2 separate regions of the Anas platyrhynchos genome follow, and region 1 is linked to region 2. A link is a contact called in public Hi-C data. All regions are on one chromosome and are shown on one strand. The core of a region is the stretch at or near the end of the contact, and the rest is flanking DNA. Distances in the headings are between cores, read along the strand shown.

The links. A called contact is a pair of places that touch in the nucleus more often than the background predicts.
Region 1: a contact with region 2 is called in a Hi-C map of small yellow follicle, with 3 times the contacts expected there. The contact joins two enhancer-like sites. A contact is called at or near these places in 2 of 8 Hi-C or Micro-C datasets (F5 follicle and small yellow follicle).

Annotation. Positions count from the first base shown.
Region 1 is chr1:7,306,911-7,312,275 of IASCAAS_PekinDuck_T2T, reverse strand. The region is part of intron 1 of FRMD4A (FERM domain containing 4A); the gene reads left to right. Among named protein-coding and RNA genes, the nearest start is that of PRPF18, 140 kb to the right of the region's middle. Within about 2 kb of position 2,170, at least 3 of the 8 cell types and tissues checked have an H3K27ac peak or open chromatin away from gene starts, as enhancers often do. A contact at or near this core is called in small yellow follicle, where this site is marked.
Region 2 is chr1:7,255,384-7,260,218 of IASCAAS_PekinDuck_T2T, reverse strand. It overlaps FRMD4A (FERM domain containing 4A), which reads left to right. Exons shown (of 23, transcript XM_072024583.1): 5 at 3,944-4,028. Among named protein-coding and RNA genes, the nearest start is that of PRPF18, 91 kb to the right of the region's middle. Within about 2 kb of position 1,423, at least 3 of the 8 cell types and tissues checked have an H3K27ac peak or open chromatin away from gene starts, as enhancers often do. A contact at or near this core is called in small yellow follicle, where this site is marked.

The DNA.
Region 1 (5,365 bases), core at 921-3,420, 51 kb before region 2:
TTTCCATTATGTATTATATATAACACTGTTTAGTGCAGACTATTGACCCGCTCTGCTACAGAACAGCTGAGTGATGCACAGCCCAGTGCCTTGGCTCGATTGATCCGGGCAATCACCGCTCACACCTCGAAGTAGTGGTTGATACAGTAAGTACAAGAGACTCAATAAGCACTAAAAGGACACTTTAAGCCTTAAATCTTAATTTGTCCTTTAAAAATATTTCATGCATACTACTGCTTTCTAGTGCCTTGGGTCACTTCGGTCATCTTCCTATGAACCTACATTGATTTTTTTATATATATATATATTTTCTGCAGCAAATCTCACAAGTTTCAGTAACAAATAAATCTCTGTTCTCTTCCATAACTAAACTAAGCCTCCTACAAATGTTTTCCCAGGAGACTTGGATGCTCTCATGTAATTACCACCCTGTCTGCGTGCACAAATGAGTGATATCTGGAACAGTTTGCTGAAAATATGCCACGTTTGAAGTGCGAAGCTGTACCAAAAATATAGATATATGTATACTTACAAGGAATTAAAAGTCAGATGTAGGAGAGCTTAACAGACATTCTAACATCTTTGGGAAAAATAGTAATAATCGATTGCTACGTGCATTAGTACCGCACAGTCATTATTATGCTGATGACTCATGGTGCTTGCCGCAGTACGGAGCAGGGAGTGAACCAGAAGGTGACCAGGAGTCCCCGAGGAGAGGTTGGTGTGACTTATAAAAGGCTGCAAGTCCATTACTGGTAGAGGAGAGCCCTGACAACTAATTTAGATCCTTTTCCCTTAGACCATACTATGTCCTTTGTGCATAGCAAGCAGAGCAGGAGCTCTTCCAGTATATGCTGTGCATGCATGGGGTGAAAGAGCATTCGTTACCTTAAAGTGCTTATATCTAGAGAATAACTTTACCCTAGGAAAAAGAAATACAACATAAAACAGGGGAGATTTAGAATGAGTATTAAGAAGAATTTCTTCATGAGAAAGTGACCAAGTATTGAAATGGGCTGCCCAGGGAAGCAGTGGAGTCCCCATCCCTGGAGGTATTTATGAGGTCATGGCACTAAGGGTCATGGTTTAGTGATGGCACTCGGTAGGTGAGGCTGATCATTGGACTCAATGATCCTGAAGGTTTTTTCAAACCTAGATGATCCTGTGACTCTGTGAATAAAGATGTTCTTTGTACAGCATAGCTGAGCCGAGTTAGCCCAGGAGAAGATCGCATGCGATGAAAGTTATCTGGAGTTTTATCTGGGAAGCTTGTAACGAGGAAAATTGTGTACCCGTCATGCCTGATGAACATATGGATAAGGAGTTTTACTTTTGTTATGGTTTTTTTTTGCTGATACTGACACTTTGATCCCCTTTTGCAGCCCTTGGGCAATACTTTGGAGTAGGGATGAATAGCATATCCCACAGTCAGTACAGGAGGATAAAGCCGTGGGTTGCCCGAGCTGCGTGCCCATCACTTCCCGAAGGATGGGACTGTCTGGCTGCAATGGTTTCACATGGACCAAGTGGTTTCACCTCACCTAAAGATGCTCTGCGATGCTGGGTGCAAACAGCTTGCCACATGACTCATTTAAAATTTGTTTGTACAATAGAGCCATCCCAAGAGCTCTGGCATGTCCTTGACCTAAAAACATTGACCCAAAGCAAGTGTCTGCATTGGGCCAGCTGAGACAAGGTTTATCAAGACAGGAGCAGAACAGTTTTTCTGAATGCAGGAGGGGTTACAAAATGTAAGGTTTAAGATATCTGTGGCCAGTGAATCCTCTAGATCAAAAGCCCTGGGTCACCTCTCCCTGGTCTATGGGAGCTCCAGAGCTCAACGATCTCTGGTAGGCAGTGGGGGCAAGGCTCAGAAGCTGATATATTTTTAAGCTGCCAATTGTTATTTTCTAGTCGAGAAAGGGAACAGCAAGAGTTACGTGGGAGAAAGAGTCAAACGTGGTAAAACAGCACGCGCTGGGAATGCCCTCCTCTGCATCAGCTTCAGAAAGCAGAGAGGGTGCGCGGTGTCCTGGTTTCCTTTCCATCTGAGAAGATTGGGATCTGTATTATTTTAAAGAAACAAAACAATACGTGACATAAAACAGCACAACCTTCACTCCAGTGAGGAAGCCGGCCCGGCCAGGAAAGGGCTTTCTTATCTCAGGATATAGCTGAGAGCAGACCTCTGTGGCCAGCCGCTCTCGGAGCGGTGATTTAGGCGTCTGCTGGGTACTGCCCTGCTCACTTTAAGACGCGGCGTTGGAATTAGATTTAATTCTAACTACACGGCTCAAGCACCGAGTGTTTTGAGGTTAAGAAGCGGCGTTCCCGGCTTTAAAGTTCGCCTGAGAGTTATTGCTTGACGTTGTAAATGGACTTAAGGACCGTAGGAAACGGTTTTTCATTTCAGCTCGGATACAGTAAGCCACTTAAACACTTGCTTATGTCACACTGAAATAAAAGGGATTTATGTGCGCCGCTCTGTGCCTTGCTGAATCAGAGCGTTTTTGCTGATGGCTGTTTGCAGACGGCATGAGAAACAACCTGTGCGGATGTCCCGGGGGGGAGCTGGGAGCTGGAAAACACTGCCTGAAGCCCTCAGGAAGCTCAGAGCCCCTGGGCAGGCCAGGAACTCTTTTGTCAACTCTCAGGACAAAGCAGGGAAGTCGCCAGGTCACCCAGTCTGCAGCTCTCCTTAATGTTCATCCCATCGCTCCCCGATGGCACTTGCACAGTTGGTGGGTCACACCAAGCCCATCCCAACGTACCCACCATCCCTCCTTCTTGAGGAGGACTCTTTCCGCCTAATTACTGATGTTGTTTTCTTTCTCCTTTGCTGTGTGTTTGTAGAAATGATAGCAACGTTTGAGGTTGCCCCTCTCAAACACATCCTGCTCACACTGGGTCCCCTTGGGTAACGTCAAGTTCCTCAAAAGAACAGCAGCTCTTCCCTCCTGAAGGGCTGGAGAGGTTTTAAGAGCTGCAGATGCAACCATGTTTTCAGAAATTTCATCTCCTTTCCCTAATTTGTGGGGTATGGTCATGGGTTTTTCAAGGGGTGGGATAAAGATGCTTGCAGGGAAAGCCAAAGGTCTTGCTTGCAATACATTCCTCTTGTCCTAAAGAACCTGAAGGAGATGCTGCATCATTGCTGGCAGAAAATATAATTTTCTGGCCCTTCATCCAGCTGTTTGCCATGTGTGTATTTCACAGAGATGTGGAACACTTCCATACCAGGGAAACCCACACTGCTTTAGTAGCTGGTGCCAGGTTATGCATCACCAACAGCGCTGCCGCTATTCACATCACCGCTATCCACAGCTACAAGATCTCTCCTGGGCCTGTGCTTTGGGGTCCAAAGCTCTATTTGCTACCGAGTTGCTCCCATTTTGTTGAAAATGTGACATCTTAGTTCTCCTACAGAAATTCTGCTAAAAGATTGCAAACCTCTGAAGTTATGGCTGGGTCTTCTTTCTAAGGAAAAAGCATCTGGCTTACAACTGGCCTCTCCTGCTCCAGGGCACCAAGTAGCCTTTCCATCACAGGAACCAATCTGGATGGCAGCAGTGCTCTGTGTTGGGTTTCGGTGCATTGTAGTGAGAAGCATTTGTCCTTCTGCCTTGTCATATTTTAGAAGGCAGCCTACGCCAGAAGCCTTCTGCCAAATTAAAATCACTTTTCTCCCTCTTGAAAAGAGAAATTGCAGACCAGGCTTCCTGCTATTGCTTAGGAAAGGCTCGTGGAAATGAGTAGTAGAAATGAGGACCACATTCGGACTGCGTGGCAGTCCCTCTGCTTCAAGTTTCTCCTGGCTGTCTCCCCATCCTCAGAGCCTCCATCCACCGAGGTTCATGTGGAAATAAGCCCGCAGCAATTTGGATCTTTCTAGTAGAGGGTAGAGCAGGAAAATGAATGTGCGAGAGGGCTTTGGACCTGGAAAGCAAGCAGGCGTGAACAGAGCTGCAAAGATGCTCCTTTTCTCCATGTTAAAATGTGAGGGTAAGGACAGGAGATGACCAAAGGGGCCATGCTGGTCAGTGTGACAGAGCCACGGGCAAGACCAGCCCCAATTTGACAAAGCAAAATACATCTATGTGCACACACCAACCCACAACACATCACTTTCTCCCTCTCCCTCCTCACCAGCCGAGGAGCTGCCAGGATGGAAGGCAGTGAGAAGTGGTCAAGTGGGAGCAGGGCGTTTAATCTAATAGTTTATTTTAATCAGTGGGCTGTCATCTCTCTCTATCTCCTTTCAGCGGGTCTGTCCAACCAACAGGCAAAGTGACACCGGTTTTTGTGTGTTCAGCACAGTAATTGCCTCCTCTACATGCGGCGAGCATTTAGGAAATATCCTGCCTCCAATTATAATTTCTGATTTGAGTCATGGAAGAATACACCGTACCCTCTTTATTCCTGCAGTCACCGGCTAATGAAACGTGCCACGGGTATTTATAGAACTGCCACTGTAAATAGCATTTGCATTTGGTGCCTCGGAGTTATTTAGTGCGACGGTGCTTTCACCAAGAGGATTTTTTATTTTTTTTCGTTTTGAAAGGGAAAGGTTCCCTTTGGAGCCATCTCCTCCCGTTGTCTCTGCTGTTCGTGGTGGCTGCAGCAGTTGTGCGGACGGTTGCTGATAATTTAGTGGCAGGATGACACGAGCACAGGGATTAGCAGAGTGCGGTGTGGGTTTTGGGTCTGCGCTGCAGACGGTTTGTAGGATGCTCCGAGCCAGAGTTTGGAGCTACAGCAAAGATGAATAGAGAGGAGGGAAGTCGCCAGAGCGGTTCGTGCAGCAGTGCAAAACAGCTGCCAGCCCGTCTTTCCTAGGAAACCCGTCATGTAAATATTTGGGTAGGAGCCTCCAAATGAGATTTAAAGTCTGCTGTTCGTGACAAAGGTAACTAAAACCTCCTTTTCTTGAGAAAGGCATCCAGGATCCAGAAGATCCCAGAAGTAACAAGGAGAAATACTTGCTTTTGGTAGCATATTCAGAGCGAACAACTGCACACGTCAAATCTTGTTGTCACAGACACATCTCCAAGTGTCTTACAAAGGAGGTCAGCAGCGTTTCTCCCATCCTCCAGGTGCAGGAGTCATGGTGCAGATCTGCACCCATGCCTTGTGTCCGATCAGCTCTCCCGAGCACTCCTCCAGCACTCCATCCACACAAACACACTGCTGCAGATCTCCACGTGCCTTGCAAGCACCATCTGTGTCTGTGCGGTGGAGATGCATTATCCCCAGTTTTTACATAAATGACAGATTCTTAAAAGCGCGAGTGTGGAGTTCTTCGAGTGCTCGGGGGTCACGCTGCATGTGCAGGCACTAAAAGCAGCAACAGATTTTCAAAAGACTG
Region 2 (4,835 bases), core at 174-2,673:
CATTTTAAGGTGTTTCTTTTTGGTTAAAAAAAAAAAAAAAAAAAAAAAAAAAAAAAAAAAGGTTTTGTTGTTGGATTTTTGTTGTTGGATAAAAGCTTTTTACACCAGCTGTCACCGGAGTCAAACTTCAGAGGAGCTAGGATGATTTCGCTGCCCCAGGGCAGATCCACGTGAGATAGATAAGACATCCATTTGCTGTGGTCATGCTTTGATATATCATTGTGTTTAAGGCCACGGTGAAATACTGTTATCTTTTGGCATGTTCTACTTGGAAATAAATACACTGGCTTGTGATCTCAGAGCTTACAACTGTAAGTTGGGAATTACACTGCCCAGAGCCCGGTCCCTGCGAGGTGATAGATGGCCAAGTTCTGGTTATGTCCAGAGCTGTGGTAGGGGCGATGCTAAATTTTTACCCTTTCTTGTTTTTATTTTACCCTTTCTTTTGCTGTGTGGAAACGGGGAGCACTGGTCAATCCAGCTCTGCTGCTAAAGCAAGAGGGCATCACACTTGTCTTGCTTTGATGGTGAGTCAAGGCTTGGGCATTTCTCTCTGCTACAAGTCGAAGGTGAGCATCTGTGTGGTGCAAGGGGGAAATTACAGCAATACCAAGTTCCCATCACCCAAAGATCAGGAGTTTCCACAGCTGCTTCTCACAAGCACCGCTGCGTAACCGCCTGTTGTTGGCTGGCTGCGATGGGAATCTCCATTCATTGCGGCATCAAGCTGTGTCAGAGCGAGTTGCCAGTTAACCAACACTTCATGCCGAGCCATCTGATCAGCACAAGGCTCGTCCTCGCAGCTGGAAGACGGAGATGTCTCTGATGCTGCAGCTTCTGAAGTCTTCCAAGATGCTTTCTGCCATCCTCGTTGCTATCTTCCTGCCGCTGAGAGGGAGCACGCAAGATAGGCACTTTGTGTCCATTACCCAGCATAATATTTCCTGGTCCATTTAATTAATGGTTAGAAAATAGATTGGATGAATTATAAGTGACTGGGGCTAAGGGAGGAGAGGGGGAAAGATAAGGAGAAACTCAGAGATAGACTAACGTTGGCTGATCTCCCTTCTTTACGTTTGAAACCTTTTCCAAACTGATTTCTCTGCTTTTAACACACACATAATCTTTGGGGGGGGGTTAACCCTTCTTGCAGGCACCTCATTTCTCAAAGCAACAGTTGCTGGCTATCAGGGAACTTCCCGTAGGAGCCGTTTGAGGCAAAGCTGTTTGCTGGTTGCATTCTCAGTGCCGCAGGTAGCAGAGTTAAGGCGTCAGACACACGGTACCGTCTGCATCTCTGTCCAGCCCGTCCTTATTTCCTGGATATATCAGCTTCAGAGCACATGGAGGAATGCTGCTCCCCAGGGAGTCCTCGACAGAAACCTAATAGCTGCCCCTCCGTGCAATAGGAATGGGCTGATAATCTTAATAGGCAAAACAGACGCAGGGGGTCAAAGGAGGGAGGAGTATTTTCCAAACTCGACACAACAGTCCCGAACAGCTACATGATTTGCTGAAGGTCACGAAGGAAACCTGTGTCAGAGTCAGGAATTTAACCCAGATCTCTCGCTTGGTTCATTGCCTTAGCAGCTGGAGCTTTCTTCCTGCTTCCTTAGGCGCTGCCATGGGTCGTTTTAAACCGCGGTGCATTTGGAAGAGGTGGTAACAGGAGGAGGTCTGACAGATTCACCATCAGTGCGAAAAAATAAATAAATAAATAAATAAAATAAAAAAATAAAAAAAAAAAAAAAAAAAAAAAAAAAAAAAAAAAAACAGGCCTTTCAGGCTGTGAATTCAAGGCAGTCTGCTCCAGTTCAGGTTTTCTGAGCTTGCCACACAGCAAATCCCCCAAGACTTCTCTCCGTAAATCTGTTTTCTTTTAAGTAGCACCAATTTCCTGGTGCACATGCTTTGTATTTGCCTGGGTGCATGTGTGAGAGCCAGTAGCTCCCCTGCACACTCTCCACGCCGGAGATCACTTGAGAATTGTGTTTTCTTGTTGAAGATGAAGTATCATGTGCAGGCTCTGTGCTCGGAGAGACTCAATTTTGTACAGAAAATGATCTGGGCATGTGTCTATGTGGAAAGCCTTGGGAAAGAGCCGTGCAGCAGAAAGAAAATGCAATATTGCCCTCTAGTGATGATGAGGATGGTCTCATTTGATCCACTGATGAAACAAAAAAGTGTGTTTCTGCTAACCTTCACTGGGACTTGAAAATAGAGTAAATGTTCCTTCTTTTTTCTGACCCTGGAATTAAAGATCTGACCATCACCTGCTTCAAGGACAGGAGGTGAAACCCAGGGGAAGCCAAATAAATAAATACATAAAGTTGAATTTTTATGCTTGATGGTTCCTATGTTCACATGTTTTCTTTTTTATTTTCCTTTTTAAAAAAAATCTCATTTGAACTGCTCTGGGGGGGGGGGGGGATGGGTAATTGCAGGAGCATCTCAGCAGATAAACATAAAAAGCTCAAAATATTTCATTTGAGTATGTAGTTGGCTGTACTTGTCAGGAAATAAACTGTTTTGAAGGGTCTTCAGAAGACACCTAGGAGCACTACAAAGCTTTGACCTTTAGCCCTGAGAAGGTTACATTTAAGGCCCTCGATTCTACAAACAACTGAACACAGACAATCCCTTTAATGCTTGTGTGAAGCCCCAAGAGTTTCAGCAGGTCTCATAGCTTCACTCCCAGACAGCGGGGTCACGGAGTAAGATTTCTCTGTAACTGGACTCCGCATCTCTACACAGATTTCTAAGGTATTTGTCGTGTTTTTTTTTAAGTTCCTAATACAGACAGCATTTCCCTGGCACCTTCCCTATTCTAATTGCCTCTGACAATGCACGATAGTAGTGGAATTTATGTAAGGAACATTGCTGTCACTGTACTGAAACTTAAAGATCACTCTGAAACAGAGTGGGCAGAGAGATGTATTTTTTTCCTCACTTAAAACATGAACTAAACAAAACAATGACCTTAATCACTACCTGAATAGGCTGTCTCTTACTACAGGAATCCTAAAAGCATACAGCATACTCATATGTAATGGTTTGATATTAAATTTGATGATATATCTTGCACTTATTTTTATCCTGGGATTTTTACCCCAAAAGGTCACAAGGCAGAATTAAGGGCTGGATTCTATTCAAGCTGGTGGCAAAACTAGAGTTCACTGCCAAAGGATCTTTCATACATACAATGGACTTTCAATGTAATTGCAAATATTTGGGGTAATCAGTCAATGCAATAGACTGGGTTTTTTGAACATGGAGGGTTTGGATTGGGCAGATTTTTACTGAGTTCTGAGAAATCATCTCACTCTGCTAAAAAATAGATTATTGTTATCCCCAGCATCACTACCCATGGTACTGTTAAATTGTGTGAGGTCCTTAACTACTGCTGGTTAATTACTCTGTAATTATAGATGTTGCATGCTACCCACGAAAAAATATATAAAAAGCCATTATAAAATGTGCCTTGGGACGAGCTGAAGTGGACAGAGAGGAAACACAGAAGTGGATTTCTGGCAGTGAACATTTTATGTGTGGCAGATCGACAGCACAAAAATGGATAGGAAGAGTAAAGGGGCAAAGAAAAAGTGCCAAAATGTGATGGAGAATGAAGAGGAGTTTGCAAACAAACAGAATAAAGGATTATTTAAAGTATAAAAAATAAAACAAAGAGCTACTTAGAAACAAAATAAACCACTTGATGATTCAGTTGCTTCAGTATGTCTTGGGTGGTGTTGAGTGCTCATGTCCTATAGCACGCACGAGCCTCTTTCATCAACAAATGACGTTTCTGCCACAAACAAAGAAACTTCATTTTCAGTAGACGCATCACGACTCCATTGACCACTTCTTTTCATGTGATGAGTAAATTTTCATGTTTTGCCCTAGTCCCCCATGTGTCTCACCTCTCTTGCTTGCCCCCTTCCAGGTTCTACATTGAAAGCATCTCCTATCTGAAGGACAATGCCACCATCGAGCTGTTTTTCTTGAACGCCAAGTCCTGCATCTACAAGGTAAGGACTCTGGGCACTCAGGATTTTGAATTTTGGCTGGAAATGAGAAAAGTGAAGCTCTGAAAAAGCAGTTGGCATTGTGTTGCCCCCAAACCTCTGCCCTCAAGTTATGAATCCCCTTAAAAGCTGCATGCTTGGGTTTCATCTCTGGACTTTGAGGTTCTGAGGTAAAACCCCCCTCCAAATAGCTCTTGTGGTTGACAGGAGGAAATCTGCAGCTGTTAAAATGAGAAAGCGCTTGGTATTTAGAAGGAAAAATCTTAATTTTGTGCTGAAAAAGCGCCGTTCGCGCTTCCCGCCCGAAGAGGGCGGCAGCGGCTGCGCGGGCTGCGGGCGGGCGCCATCTTCTGGGCTGGGGACGGGGGAGAGGGAGGGAGTGTGGCCGTCGGTGAATAAATAAAAAGTGTGTAAATAAATGTGTTTGTGAGACTGTGTGTGTGTAAGGAAAGTGTGAGTTTATGTGTGTGTGTGCGAGAGGGGGGGTGAGCACCTGAGGGGTGCTTACCATGTGTGACGACGCGTGTGTGTGTGTGACAGGAACTGTGTGAGATTTTGTGTCTGCAGGAGGGTGAGTATAGAAGTGTTAGGGATGTATATGAATCTGTGTGTGTAAAAGTGTGACTTGTGAGGGAGGTATATGAGTCTGTGCGTGTGAGTATGACTGGGAGTTTGTTGGTTGGGAGAGTAAGCGTGTGAGTGTGTTTGTGAGTGAGCATGGGGCGGTGCCTGTGTACGGAGGACCACATTGTACAGGAGCAAGCCAGCACGGAGAAACGTTTTTTTGTGCCAAAAATAGTCCTGGCGAAA